5 separate regions of the Mus musculus genome follow, and regions 2, 3, 4 and 5 are each linked to region 1. The links are chromatin contacts, called in public ChIA-PET and HiChIP or PLAC-seq maps. All regions are on one chromosome and are shown on one strand. The core of a region is the stretch at or near the end of the contact, and the rest is flanking DNA. Distances in the headings are between cores, read along the strand shown. Region 1 holds the start of Rpl36 (ribosomal protein L36). Region 2 holds the start of Tubb4a (tubulin, beta 4A class IVA). Region 3 holds the start of Fem1a (fem 1 homolog a). Region 4 holds the start of Acsbg3 (acyl-CoA synthetase bubblegum family member 3). Region 5 holds the start of Tnfsf9 (tumor necrosis factor (ligand) superfamily, member 9).

Region 1 (2,700 bases), core at 155-2,654:
TGCTACCCCCAAGGATGGTCCCAGCGCAGGCTGTACTATTGTCACTGCACTGCTGTCCCTGGCTCTGGGCCAGCCAGTGTTGCAGAACCTGGCTATGACTGGGGAGGTCTCCCTCACTGGCAAGGTGTTGCCTGTGGGTGGCATCAAGGAGAAGACCATTGCGGTGAGTGTCTGCCGCCTGTACCCCTGACCACCTCAGGGTGGAAGAGCACCCAGCTGACACATCTTTCCACAGGCTAAGCGTGCAGGTGTGACCTGCATCATTCTGCCTGCTGAGAACAGAAAGGACTACTCGGATTTAGCTCCTTTTATCACAGAGGGCCTTGAAGTTCACTTCGTGGAACACTATCGGGACATATTCCCCATTGCCTTCCCCCGGCGAGAGCACAGGGAGGCACTGGCCGTGGAGAGATGACACAGGGGCCTGGGACTAAATAAATCATGGTGTGGCGGAGCCACGAGCACAGCTGTAGAATCATGAATAAAGAAAACCTTTCCAAAAGCCCTAAGCCTGAGTCTCAGTGTCGCCGTGAGCTCACACATACACAAAACTGTAGGAACCATCTTTTATTGGGGGAGGGTTCATCAATCCTTCTTGGCCGCCGCCTTCCTCATGGCTGCCAGCACGTTGCTCAGCTCCTCCCGCTTTCTCTTGGCGCGGATGTGCGTGCCCACCTGCGAGGAGTAGTCGCATGTCACCCAGGGCCACTGCAGCCAGCCACACCCCCACCCGTGCTCGGTGCAGCACGCTGCCTACCCTCTTCTTGATGAACTTGAGTGCGCGCTTGTCCTTGGACACTTTGAGCAACTCCATGGCTCGCCGCTCGTAGGGTGCGAAGCCGCACACCTCCCGGATCATGTCCCGCACGAACTTGGTGTGTTTGGTGAGGCGCTGCGAGCACAGCCCCGAGGTCACGAACCCCAAAATGGGCCTTACAGGGGGCCGAACGCAACAGCCCACCGACCGACTCCCAGTCTCAGACGCCCAATCAACGACCGGGCCCACGAACCACTCAGACCTTCCCATTCCAACGACACAGAATCTACGCAGGTGTCGATATTCACTTCTTCACCCCCGTCCCCATCTCTGACGAGGCGGTCGCGTCCCCAGCACTCACCCCGCGTCGCCGGCTGTGTCTCGGCTTACTGACGTTTTTCGTCACCTTGTGGCCCTTGTTGAGGCCCACGGCCATGGGGTAGCGCAGAGCCATGGCTGTGGGCAGCGGGGACAAGACAGCGGCTGAGACACGGTACCTCGGCCCGCGCCCGCCCGCATGCCGGCCCGCAGGGACTCCCCATGGGGCCGGGATGCCCGATGGGGGCAGATGAGCCCCGACGAGGCCCACTTACCTGATGCTCTCCGATGGCGGCCGGGACAGGAAGAACGGCACCGCGCAGAATCCTGGGATATATGCCACTTGCAGGCCTTTCCGGCTAGAGAGACAGGCGCGCTGCGGGCGACCTCTGGTGGCCGGAGGTTCTACGGCACCCGTGAGACCTCGGCTTGGGAATCATCCCTTAGGTTAGGAGTTGGAATGCTGCCTCACACTGTTGTTAGCTGTTGAAGTAATTTAATCTCTGACAATAAAAGTGCTTTTGAGGGGAATGGGCTCTGTAGAGATGTCTCAGAGGTTAAGAGCCCTGTCTGCTCTTCCAGAGGTCCTGATTTCAATTCTCAGTTAACCACATGGTGGCTAATAACCATCTATAATGAGATCTGGTGCCCTCATTTTGCCTGATGGTACACATGCAGGGAGACCGCTGTATACATAATAACTAATTAAATAAACAAATCTTTTTAAAAATGACTTTAAAGAGTGCTTTTAAAATTTTTTGTTTGTGTCGGGCGTGGTGGCGCACACCTTTAATCCAGCACTTGGGAGGCAGAGGCAGGCGAATTTCTGAGTTCGAGGCCAGCCTGGTCTACAGAGTGAGTTCCAGGACAGCCAGGGCTACACAGAGAAACCCTGTCTCGAAAGAGAGAGAGCATGTGCCACTACAAACTTGCAGAGGTCAGAAGTCAGTTTACAGAACTCCGTTTGCCTTCGTCATGGAGGGTTCCGGATCCAACAGATCAATAGATCTGTCACAACAGTCACAACAAATCTGTCCGGATCAATAGACTGATCCTTATGAACTGTTTCGTTGAAGGAGTTTCGCGTCCCCTGGAGGCCTTGGGGTAGAGAGGGCTGCAAATTATCTAGAATCACAGGCTGTGCCCCCTCACTCCTCTCCTTCCTCACTTTTTTTCTGTGAGCTATGGTCTCGTGCAGCCCAGGCTGTCCTGATAATGACAGGCGTGTAACACCCAAGTGCTCCAGCAGCTGAGCTGTACTTGAGCCTCCTCCTCTCCTGCCTCAGCTTCCCACACTCCACGCTCTGTCAGCCTGAGGAATTCCAACAGTAGAGAACATAAGAGAATCCAACTCTCATTACGAAGCAGGGCATGGATGTACCAGGATGCAGTACTCTGGAGGGAGCAGAGGGCAAAACTCGTCAGCAGCACAAGTACTTGGATAAGAGTGGGAGGGGCCAACCCAGATAGGCGGGGCCTGTGGGTAGCATCACCCTGGGATGGAGCTAAGGCCCTCGTGGGGATCCTCAGCCTGCGTGCCAAGAGGGTCCACTCTGGTACCCTAGGGTGGCTGTGCTGATGATCAGGCCTGAGAAGAGTCCAAAGAAGGTAGGAATAGGTCCTAG
Region 2 (2,700 bases), core at 186-2,685, 470 kb before region 1:
GGAGTAAGGAAGAGGGGGAGGGAAGGAGAGAGAGAGAGAGAGAGAGAGAGAGAGAGGAGGGAGGGAGGGAAAAGAGTCAGTCTTTGGCCAGCTGGCAACATCACAATTGGATCTATAATGAGGGAAAGCTGTCATGGTGTTTGTGAGCTGGGGCTCAATGGGGAGAGCACTTTCCAAGCATGCATGAGTCCCTTAGTCCTGTGCCCAACTCCATATAACCCCAGGGCATGGTGGTGCACACTCAGGAGGTAGAGGCAGAGGATCAGGAGTTTAAGGCCAGCTTGTTTACTTATTGAGTGGGAGGTCAGCTTGGACTGCATTGAGTGAGAAGTCAGCTTGGACTACACTATGCAGTCCCGAGGGGAAATCTCTCAAAGCAAGGAACACAGCAAGTAGCACCTATAACCCCTGGGGATGCTGGAGTTGGGGTGGGGAGCAGAAAAACCCATGGAATCCAGCACAAGAAGACAGTCTATGAATAGAACATTATGGATGGTAAAGATCAACAACGCATGGACACACTCTAACTTGAACCTATGCTCAGATAAACTCATGAACATACAAGCATGTTTCAGATGTCACTTTTAGACTATGTCACTTTTACAGCTATGTTGTAGATCTCTTGTAATCCTAGCATTCCAGAGATTGGAGGCAGGAAAGCCATGAGTTCAAGGCCAGCCTGGGCCATATAGTGATATAGGGGAACAATAGCTACATGGGAAAACTTGTACTTAAAGAAATAAATATCAATAACAAAGCAAAGATATGTTGAGGTGGGGAAAGCTCTCTGCTGTTGGTGGGATCCAATTATTTGTCTTAGCCCTAGTTTCTGAGACCTCCTGGGGGGTCAAGAGCCTTCCAGCGCTCCTCAGAACATAGAAGGAAATCTGTAGAAGGGTTCCAGAAGCGACTTCCAGGACTCAGCAGTGTCTCACATGCACCTGCCACCTTCAAACCAAACTCCACTGTGGAGAGCCTGGAGCTCAGAGTCACCGTTCTTCCCCACCTATACAAAGGTTCTAAGGAAGGGGGTCTCGAAGGAATGAAGAAGGGAGAAGCAGACAGAGAAATTGAGGCAGGGGCTGGGGCTGAGAGGGAGGACATTGTCCTAGATGCTATTTACAAGATTCCGAGGTGCCTTTCCATCCAGTCTCTATGAAATCAGAGTGGAAAGAAAGAATGGTGCCTGACAACGGAGCCTGAGGGGAAACTAGAGTGGGGATACACCGGGACCCTGAGGTCTCAGAGAAAGAGCTTGACGGAGGAGATCCCTACTTTTCCGAGGCCCCTCCCTCCATCCTCCTCCATTACTCCAGTCCCTCCATCCTTCACTGCAAGCATCCTAGGCGGGCCCAGGAGGCGGAGCACGCGGGTGACCCAGCGGTGACGTGAGTACTGCTCCGCAAATATAGAGACGCCCGGGGGCGCAGAGACAGAGCTCCGCAGCCATCTCGTCCAGAGCTAGAGCCACAGCGGCCGGTCGACACCCGTCCATCAGACGCCACCAGCAGCGCCACCACCATGCGGGAAATCGTGCACCTGCAAGCCGGTCAATGCGGTAACCAGATCGGGGCCAAGGTGCGTCGGACTGAGTAGAGGGTGGGAATGCACAGGGGCTCAGAGAGGGGTTATTGGCTCTCCCAAGGCTCACCCAGGAATTTTGCATCCTAGGTGGAGGAGGGGAACCAGGGCAGAGCCAGACTGGGAACAAAGAGGCTGATGGGGGCAGGGCCTGGCCTTATGTCTCTTGGCCACAGCTGGCCTCACAGCTGGGCCACTGTCACCCTCAGTTGCCTGGAACGAAGAGGCACGGCCCCTCCTCCCAGGGCTGCTGCCGGGATGGACTGGCACCAAGTGGCTCTGGTGGGGCCAAGCCTCTCCCTACCCCCAACTTCTCCCTTCTTGCTGGCTCATGCTTTGCTGTGGCTCTGAGTTCCCAGTTACCTCACAGACAGACAGTCAGCAACTGAAGAAGTGGCTTTAAGAGTGTCCTAGACACAGCATCTCTCAGCCCTTCCCGACTAACACTGTGACCCACTCTGACATCTTAGCACTTGGTGGATAGAGGCAGGAGCCCAAAAATAGCTTCCCATACACAGTAAGTTGGAGGCCAGCTTGGGCTACGTGAAACCCTGTGTCAAAAAAATAAGGGGTGGGGGCTATAACTCAATAGGTTGAACCTTTGCCCAGGTGTTGTGGTATACACCTGTCATCCCAGCCACTAGGCTAGGTTGAGGCAGGAGGATCAAGAGTTCAATATCATCCTAAACTATCTAGTGAATTTCAGGCTAGCCTGGGCTTTGGGAGACACTGACTAAAAAAATAATACAAACACATACATACATACATTCATACATATATACATATATATATACATACATACATTAAATTTTAAGACAATAAGTAAAAAAAAAAGCTATTCTACACATTTCATCATCAAACAAACAATAGGACAAGCAACATGGTTCCCCCAGGGCTCATGGCCAAGATTGACAACAGGAGCATGCATATGAATGCACACACACAGAAAATGGTTTTTTAAAAGGTTTTAAAACTATAACAACAAAAACAAAAACAAAAAAACTATAACAACAAAAGGAAAATCTATTCACTTTGCTCCCCCCTCCCCCTCATTTTGCTCCCCTCTCACTTTGCTCCCCCTCCCCCTCACTTTGCTTCCCACCCCCACCCCCAGTTCTG
Region 3 (2,700 bases), core at 49-2,548, 360 kb after region 1:
ACAGCGCTCGAAATTCCCGGAGTCCGCATAGACAGCACCCCGGTACCGTATGTAGTATGAAGTGTCAGGATGTGAGGGGCCCAAGATTCTCTCCCGTATCAGCAGCGCCTGCATCCGCATTTCATCAGGATCTGTAATGAGGGCTTCCAACTCTTGGGGTGTAGTCACCTCCCTGGAATAGTCATAGGCCAGAACCAGTTGCTGGGGCTCCGGCTTAGGGAGGTAGCCTCCACCCTGGTGACGGAGTTCCATCGCCCTTCTCCAGTGCTTCAGGGCTCCAAGCAGATCCCTTTTCTTATCCACGTAGGTGGCACCCAGCAGCTCCAAAGCTTCCACAGCTGCTTCCCGGCTGGTAGGGCAGCAGCTCTCATACGGTTCTGCTTCTTCTGGGGTGGAGCAGTGGTTTCCTGCCACCTGGGAGGAGCCTTCCCCGGGAAGCTCTGTCCCTGAGAGCTGCTCGTGGCCCGGCTGTTCCTGGATGAGGTACTCCACGATGTTGGTGTGCCCGGTGACGCTGGCGGCCAGCAGCGGGGTCATGCCATAGCCGTCGCGCTCCATGCGCGCGTGGCAGCCCAGCAGCAGCTGTAGGATCTCCAGGCTGCCAGATTCTGCACAGTCGTGCAGGGCGGTGTTGCCCTTGGCGCTGCGCCGGTTCACCTGTGCGCCGCGCTCCAGCAGGTAGCGCGCGATCTCGCGGTGGCCCTTGTAGCAGGAGATCATAAGGCACGTGTGGCCGTGGCGATTGGCCACCTCCAGGTCCGCCTTGTGCTCGCCCACCAGGTAGCGTACCACGTCCAGGTGGCCGTCGAAGCAGGCGGCGCGCAGCGGCGTGGAGTTGGTGCGCGTGGTGCGGTTGACCGAGGCGCCTCGGCGCAGAAGGCTACGCACCACGGCCAGGTGACCCGCGGCCGACGCTGCCCAGAGCGGCGGCGCGCCCTCGATGGTCTCGCCATCGAAGTGCACGGAGCCGCTCGCCTCCACGCTGGCGCCGCAGTGGTCCACCAGATACTCCACCACGTCTAGGTGTCCACGGCGCGCTGCGATTAGCAGTGGCGTGCCACCGCCGGCCACCTCACCCAGCAGCTCCTCCAGCTCCTCACGCCCACGGCCGGCCAGCAGCTTCTGCAGCAGCGGCAGCTTGCCGTCGTGCGCCGCATTGTACACCGCTGTGTGCAGATCCATGCTGGAAGCCTCGCTGCTGGATCTAGCCGGGCCGCCGGTCGCCAGAGACAACCTTCACCTTCTCCCGGGCTGTCATCTTAGCGGGTCTCCGGGAGGAATAAAATGGCCGCCGCGAAGGGGCGAGGACAGAGTGTGCACAGGCATGCTGGGAAATGGAGTCCTATGAGCGATCGCCCGCCGAATGATACTGGAATCAGAAAAGCGAAAAAACTACATTTCCCGAAAGGGATAGGGGGGAACCGGTGACAGGACGGCAATTTCCGCCAAGCAAGGCCAATGGTTAGTGCGATCCTTGGGAAATGTGGTGACATACTTCCTGGTATTGACTCTAAGGCGGAGATTGCCGGCAGCATGTTCTCACTCAGTTCCCAAAAGGACGTCTCTCAAAAGGGTCTCAGTTTTCAATTCCTACCATGCAAGTCTATAAAGTTGTATGTGACCCTGAGTATTTGATGACATACTTCCGGTTACTGTCACTGACACAGACTCTAGACAGGGCAAGAAGTCCGAGCTTTAGCTCGAAGAATACTGGGCGAGGTACCATTGAAAGACTACAGTTCCCATCATGGAAATACACCATGTTTTGAGGGGCTCTGAGCAGCTTGGCCAGGTGATAATGTGCATTCTGTCATTCATGTCAGAATCCACAGGAAAACATGAAGTGGGGGAAAAAGGAATTCGCTTCCCACAGCGCCGTGGGGCACCCGCGAGACGAAATGTAAATAAAAAGCCTCCCTTCGTATCGGGCAAGGCTCGGCGGCCCTTGCGGACGACCCAGGGTAGCGTGGTGCTGTACTTCCGGTTTTCGAGGTCGCGCAGGCAGGAAATGAATGGGCCTCCGCCTCCTTTGCGGACTACATTTCCCAGCGGGCAACAAAGGCAACTCCCAGCCAATCCGGAGCGAGGTGGAAGGCGAAGGGCTTCTACGAAAGGCTTGCTGACCAGCAGGGGGCGCGCGCCGAGTGTAAGATCTTGAGCTGGCAGCGCACCCCAACTCGCCTTTAGCTATTTGCAGAAATGTTAGGCAGTCTCGATTTTCACGTTAGCTTTTCTTTTTCTTTCTTTCTTCTTTTTTTAAGGAGCCACATGCGGGGCTAGAGAGATGGCTCAGTGGTCAAGAGCACTGACTACTTATCCAAAGGACTCTGGTTCAATTCCCAGCACCCACATGGTAGCTCCCAACTGGTCTGTAATTCCAGTTCAAGGGATCTTACACTAATGCACATAAAATAAAATTAAATAAATAAAAAATTTAAAGGCCACATGCTTTCCCTCCATCCGCCAAGGCCAGCAGAGGGCGTCGGGATCTTTGCCGCTGGAGTTACTGGTGGTGTGCGCATCCCTATGGTTGAGAGTCACAGCTGAACCACTGCTCCAGTTCCTCAAGGTCTTTTTAAAGATCAGTTTGAGGTAGGATTTCATGTAGCTCCGGTTGATGTCAATTCCCGGGACCCTCGTGATGGAAGATGAAAACTGATTCCCAAGGGCTGTCCTCTGACATCCATACATGTTCTGTAG
Region 4 (2,700 bases), core at 54-2,553, 260 kb before region 1:
GTCCCCCACCCTCCACCCTCCACCACCTCAGGTGGATGGAGGTCAAAGGTCACTCCAAAAGACTGGGACAAAGGACAGGAGTGCTGTTCACTGCTCCCTGACCCACAGAAAGGAGAACATGGAGTCAGGGTTACTGTTCCCAAATGGACAAGGCCTTGATGGTTGGTCACATGATCGCCCTGGCAAAGGTCACATGGCCATAGGTATCACCCTTACTCCTTCCCCCGGTTACTTAAGCCCTCTCCACAGGACTTCAACGGCCACTGACCACCTACCCCAGTAGACCAGTGCTGCTCTACTACTGATCCCAGAAGTGTGCCTGGGCTGACAAGAGGACCCTGCTGCCACCCCCACCCTCTCCCTGCACGGGGTGGGGGGCAGGGCTCCCACCTGGGGTCAGTATCTCAAAGTTATCTGCTTGTGCCTTCTTCGATATTGCACTGTGAATTTTGTTCTTCAAGATGGTTTTGGTTTTCAGGATCCTCCTGGAGGTCTGAAGGTTATCTGATTCCTTAGGGTCAGTCATTCCCACGACACAGACCCAGCACAAAGATGTTCACGCACACAGTTACAGAGGGCAGAGGACCAGGTGTCCACAGTGGGGTGTCTGCTTCCTCAAAGGGCGGGGTGGATGGTGGTGGAATTGGCCAGAGAAAGACAGGAACCTCACAGACCAGGATAAGGGAGCAGGAGTGGATGCTGGCAAAAGAAATAAAACAAGCTGGGTGTTAGTGGGGGACATTCCTTGTGTGTGGCGTGTATGCAGACCTGTGGAAGCTAGACAGAGGTCGTCAGCAAATCTCTTCTTCCTCAGCTATGTTCCTTCCATTGAGGCCTGTCTGGCAGTGACCATCCACACCTCTCCCTTCCCGAGCCCATAGCTTGCCTATTGACTAAGCTGACTGCCAGTGAGCAGTAGGGGTCTCCTGTTATAGGTGTATGCTGCTGCACCCAGCTTTTTTTGTGGGAGAGAGGACTGAACTCATGTTCTCCAGTGGTTGAGTGCTGTGTGAACTCAAGGGTAGCCTGGGCTACATGGGACTCTGGAGAGGGGAGTAGAAAAGAAGGGAGAGGAAAGGAGGAGAAAAGAATAGAGTTTCCAGGACCTTCTGTGCCTAGTGGCACCGGCGTTTCCTGAGAGGCTGGGGCAGATGTTGTTGTCCTCAGCCCTCTCTCCCCACCACAGGCTGCCACTTTATCAACTGGTACGACAGTGGTGACTCTTGTCCAGCTCTGTCACCACCTCCCACTGTAGCCACAGAAGGACACGCAGCCCCCCAGACTGGACATCCTCCAGAACATTCCCTTCTACATTTCAAGGCAGTTGTTGTGACATCACTGTGTTCCGTAAGCCAGGGCCACGATGGCAACATGACCCAAGGTCCCCTTCTGGTCATACACCAGAAACCATTGAAATAAGAGACTCAGGTCTGTCACACAGCCATATCCACACAGTAGCCACGCTTCTTAGCTCATGGTCACTGACAGAGGAGGGAGCAAGGGTGTGGACACTCCAGGCTGAGAGGACATCCTGAAAAGATGCCCATGCCAACGTGGAGGAACGATGATGACCCTGTCCAGTGAAATACGCCAGACGAGGGCACATACCCCAGGGTCGCACTTGCAGGCCCCAGAGCAAGTCACAGAGACAGGAAGTGGGTGGTGCAGACCTGGGAAAGGAGGGGAGTGAGCACTGAATTGGGGCAGAGCTTCAGACTGGGGAGACCGAAGGCTCTAGAACTGGATGGTGATGACGGTTTCACAGTGTAAATGCATGTGCATATGGCCTGGGCTACATTTTAACTCCCTGTGTAGCCAAGGATGACCTTGGTCCTCCTGCCTCCACCATCCCCAGTGTTGGTTTGACAGGCATGTGCCATGCCATTCATGTGATGCTTGGAATCCCAGACCTTGCACATGCTATTTGAGCACTACCCACTGGGCTACAGTGCCAGACCCTTTATGGTAGTTTTTTTGTTTTTTTGTTTTTTTTTGGTTTTGAGACTCCCCATAGGTTCTTGAATGGCCCTGTCTGGTTTCATTTCTATTTCTATCGAATGTAATGCACAGTGCTCAACACTGGAGCTGGAAAAACTGTTCAAGCACATACAGATATCTGAATGAATGAATGAATGAATGAATGAATGAATAGATGAGTAAGTACACTGGTGAGTGGCTGAAGATTATATGCATGAATGAAGGAAGGAATGAATGAATGAGGGAATGATGGGTGAAGGAAGCTTACAATCCCCTTCCCCAGGGAGTACTTTTCTCCTGAGGCTGGGTGCAGGGGAGGACGGCCAGTGATGTCATAAGGGGTGTCCTGAGCAGAAGGTTCCAGAAGCCTGAATTATGGAGTTGTGTTGGGTGGGAACCCATCTACCACCATCACCCTGGCTAGACTGAGGGGTGACCAGAGCAAGAAGGGGACAACACACACACACACATACACACACACACACACACACACACACACACACACACACACACGCTTCTGGGACCACCCACCACTGACCAACTCTGTGGAAGGAGAACTACCTTGCTGACCAGATGTCTCCATCTGTGACACCTGGCCACCTTGTGAAAGTTGGTAAGGTTCCTGAGAGGATCTCTGCGTGGGGCACGTGACCGTGACAGAACGGAGCCCACATTTAGGGAAGGCCAGAGTTTAGTTTTTCCCTAAGAAGGCAAGACTGCCTT
Region 5 (2,700 bases), core at 194-2,693, 490 kb before region 1:
GAAGGAGCTGAGTAAAGGGGCCACAAGAGGGGAAGGGGGAGAGGAGAAAAGAAGAGAGAGAAATCAGAGGAGTAAGAGAGGGATGAACAAAACTGGGAGAGAGGTGGGATATGGAGAGTGCAGGAAGAGAGTCATCTCTGAGGGCAAATAATTTGACAACTAAGACTTGACAGGGAGAGACTAGGGCTCGGGCTCAATAGGGTGCCTGAAGCCCAAAGGCATTCATTTATCCCAGCCCATTGGAGGTGTTGGCAGCAGGGCGGCCAGCCTCAGCTACATAATGAATTTGGAGGAAGCCTGGGCTACATGGGAGGGATAGAGGAAGGAAAAGAGAAAAGGAGATCTCCCAGAGTCAGCTGGGGGTGAGAATTCTCAATTCTCTGAAAACCTGGATGGGGTCCCAAGGATGACAGTTGGAGCTGTGACAGCAAGTGAGAAAGGCTGAGTAAGTGAGGGAGAGGGACATGACTAGAAGGTTGAACAGGTCCCCTTGTTCAACCTCCCTGCGGGACCCGCTGGAAATAAATCAGGGGGCACTCACGGTTTTTAGCCAGTAGCTTGGCGAACACAGGAGAGCCCTGGGAAGAAAGAAAAATAAAGGTAGATGGTACCTTACATCCTAAAGAAGCAGATAGGAACTCATACGGCCCAGCACACATTGGGGCGTCCAACTTTGGATGGAGAAGGAGAGCCCTGAAGGCCTAAGTGGGACTGAAGGGAACTGCGGTGCACCCTCGGGAGTTCTCCCCCAGGTTTCATAGGTTCATTCAAGGGGTCAAGACGCAAAGGGATTTCCTCTGAGTGCGAGATGGAGAGGGGGTGCTTCAAGCGGAGTAGCAGGAGCAGAGCGAGGCGGGGCGGGGCGGGGCGGGGCGGGGGTGGGGAGGAAGTGCTGTTCTCTCCCTGTCGGTGCAGCGATGCTTCCAGAAGGTAAGAAAGAGTCCCCTAGGGATGAGATGAGCCTCACCTGTTGTGTAGTGTTGGGGCAGCCAATGTGGGAAACAGGGGTGACCTGGTCTGCATTATTCTCTCGGGTACCCAGGTTGGGCGAGGTGGTGATTGTGAGCGCTGGCCGAGGCTCGGTGCGGGTGAAGATAGGAACACAGGCGGCGATCAGAAGCAGCAAAACCAAAGCGACTAGGCCATAGAGCTTTGGGTGGCGGGAACAGAAGTTCAGTGCAGGCGGCCACGCGGCCTCGCGATCCCGAACATTAACCGCAGGGTAGGCAGCATCCGTGGGGAGCGCGGCATTTGTGGGGCGCACAGTATCTGAGAGGAGCGCAGCGTCCGCGAGGAGCCCGGTATCTCTGAGGAGCGCCGCATCCGAGGGGCACGAAGTACCTGCTGGATGTCTGGCATCCGCGGTATCCTCCACATCAAGTGTGTGCTGGTCCATTACCACGGTCGGTCAGTGCACGTCTCCCGCCAGTGCCCGTGCTTTATAGGCTACCGAGGCGCCTTTTCCGGGGAGGGAAGGGAGGGAGGGCAGCCGCGGGGTTCCCGGGCTCCGCGCTCCGCCCCTCGACTCCCGGAACTTTCTCTCCTCCTCCCCCCTTCCCCTCCCCCTTCTCGCCCCTTTCCCCTTCCCTGTCCAGGCCCTGTGCCCGCCCGTCCTTCTTCCCTTTTTGTGTGTGTGTGTGTGTGTGTGTGTGTGTGTGTGTGTGTGTGTGTGTTTGATTTGGTTTAACACTGACACATTAAAGAGCTTTTTATATGATGGGAACCATGTGATATCGGAATCCATTCCCTCCCTGGCCTCTCCTGAATCCACAGCTCTGTCTCCCTTCTTTTTCTGTGTTCCCCACTGGTAGGTTATTTCTCCGCTGCTGATTTTCATTCCTGTTTTTCTGTCTCTCAAACTTCTGTCTCTCTCCTGATCTCTCCTGCTCCCTTTTTCTTCCAACCCCTAGCTCCCCATCCCTGGGACGCCCTAAATGCAGGGGGTTTTGTTGTTGTTTTGTTTTGTTTTGTTTTGTTTTTTGTTGTTGTTGTTTTGTCGAGGACTCTAGGGACATCCAAAACTGCCCACCCATCCCCAGCGGAATCAAAGAGACCTGCTAGGCACCCACTCACTCAGCCTCTTCCTCCCCAGGACCCCATCTCTACCCTGGGCCTTTCCTGGTGTGTCCCCACCCACTTTCTTGGGGCTTCCTGTTAGTAGTCTCTTAGGACTCCAGAAACAGAAGGCTGGAGAGTCCAGATAGAGAAATTCCCCCAGGCAGCGGACACATTTCCAATTTCCCATTCTTTCACTGTTCTTGCCTGAGGTAGAGGCAAAAGGGGGGGGCGCAGAGAAGACCCCCCAAAAGAGGAACTGAGAGATGACTGGCTCTGGGCAAACCTTGGAGACAGACTCCTCAATGTTCTGATCTGGTTAGATCTGCTGAGATGGCTCAGCCAGTAATAGTATAATCACAAGCCTGGTGGCCTGAGTTCAGTCCTCAGGACCTACATGGTGGGAAGAAAGAACTGACACCCAGAAATTTGTCCTGAAAGTGCCCTTTGACCACGACATGCATACCATCAGTAAACATAATTAAAAAAAAAAAAAGTACTGATATAACCAGACCATTTATCTCAGCAGGAAACAACAAGCTATAAAATGGGGAGTTGTTTGTTTCTACATAGGGTCTGGTCTTCGCCTTGCAGCCCTCCAACTCACTAGACAGCCTAGGATGACTCTGAACTTCTGACCCTCCC

What was found. ChIA-PET counts read pairs in DNA pulled down with a chosen protein or histone mark. HiChIP or PLAC-seq counts read pairs in DNA pulled down with a chosen protein or histone mark.
Region 2: a contact with region 1 is called in a FOXA1 HiChIP or PLAC-seq map of pancreatic cancer cells. The contact joins the promoter of Tubb4a here to the promoter of Rpl36 in region 1. A contact is called at or near these places in 1 of 484 Hi-C or Micro-C datasets (CD4 T cells) and 3 of 115 datasets of contacts at active chromatin or transcription factors (bone marrow-derived macrophages, pancreatic cancer cells and regulatory T cells).
Region 3: a contact with region 1 is called in an RNA polymerase II ChIA-PET map of memory CD8 T cells, with 1,244 read pairs. The contact joins the promoter of Fem1a here to the promoter of Rpl36 in region 1. A contact is called at or near these places in 4 of 39 promoter capture datasets (the C10 cell line, cranial neural crest, hematopoietic stem and progenitor cells and 1 more), 11 of 484 Hi-C or Micro-C datasets (B cells, CD4 T cells, CD8 T cells and 6 more), 19 of 115 datasets of contacts at active chromatin or transcription factors (the SCID.adh cell line, bone marrow-derived dendritic cells, bone marrow-derived macrophages and 15 more) and 3 of 9 other capture datasets (adipose tissue, liver and pancreatic islet).
Region 4: a contact with region 1 is called in an H3K27ac HiChIP or PLAC-seq map of embryonic stem cells, with 7 read pairs. The contact joins the promoter of Acsbg3 here to the promoter of Rpl36 in region 1. A contact is called at or near these places in 3 of 39 promoter capture datasets (cranial neural crest, embryonic stem cells and stem cell-derived epiblast-like cells) and 2 of 115 datasets of contacts at active chromatin or transcription factors (bone marrow-derived macrophages and embryonic stem cells).
Region 5: a FOXA1 HiChIP or PLAC-seq map of pancreatic cancer cells shows a contact between it and region 1. The contact joins the promoter of Tnfsf9 here to the promoter of Rpl36 in region 1. A contact is called at or near these places in 1 of 39 promoter capture datasets (liver), 3 of 115 datasets of contacts at active chromatin or transcription factors (bone marrow-derived macrophages, memory CD8 T cells and pancreatic cancer cells) and 1 of 9 other capture datasets (adipose tissue).

Annotation. Positions count from the first base shown.
Region 1 is chr17:56,612,099-56,614,798 of GRCm38.p6, reverse strand. It overlaps Rpl36 (ribosomal protein L36), which reads right to left and starts at 1,404. Exons shown (of 4, transcript NM_018730.3): 1 at 1,351-1,404; 2 at 1,119-1,213; 3 at 758-892; 4 at 553-675. The coding sequence starts at 1,211. The coding sequence ends at 586. It overlaps Lonp1 (lon peptidase 1, mitochondrial), which reads left to right. Exons shown (of 18, transcript NM_028782.2): 17 at 1-163; 18 at 236-502. The coding sequence ends at 415.
Region 2 is chr17:57,086,335-57,089,034 of GRCm38.p6, reverse strand. Tubb4a (tubulin, beta 4A class IVA) reads left to right here and starts at 1,435. Exons shown (of 4, transcript NM_009451.4): 1 at 1,435-1,578; 2 at 2,696-2,700. The coding sequence starts at 1,522.
Region 3 is chr17:56,255,391-56,258,090 of GRCm38.p6, reverse strand. It overlaps Fem1a (fem 1 homolog a), which reads right to left and starts at 1,298. Exons shown (of 1, transcript NM_010192.4): 1 at 1-1,298. The coding sequence starts at 1,182.
Region 4 is chr17:56,874,087-56,876,786 of GRCm38.p6, reverse strand. It overlaps Acsbg3 (acyl-CoA synthetase bubblegum family member 3), which reads right to left and starts at 1,303. Exons shown (of 14, transcript NM_030141.2): 1 at 1,107-1,303; 2 at 391-699. The coding sequence starts at 526. Acsbg2 (acyl-CoA synthetase bubblegum family member 2) reads left to right here and starts at 2,340. Exons shown (of 15, transcript NM_001039114.1): 1 at 2,340-2,590.
Region 5 is chr17:57,104,128-57,106,827 of GRCm38.p6, reverse strand. It overlaps Tnfsf9 (tumor necrosis factor (ligand) superfamily, member 9), which reads right to left and starts at 1,443. Exons shown (of 3, transcript NM_009404.3): 1 at 968-1,443; 2 at 542-578. The coding sequence starts at 1,396. Gm11110 (predicted gene 11110) reads left to right here and starts at 886. Exons shown (of 4, transcript NR_033508.1): 1 at 886-930.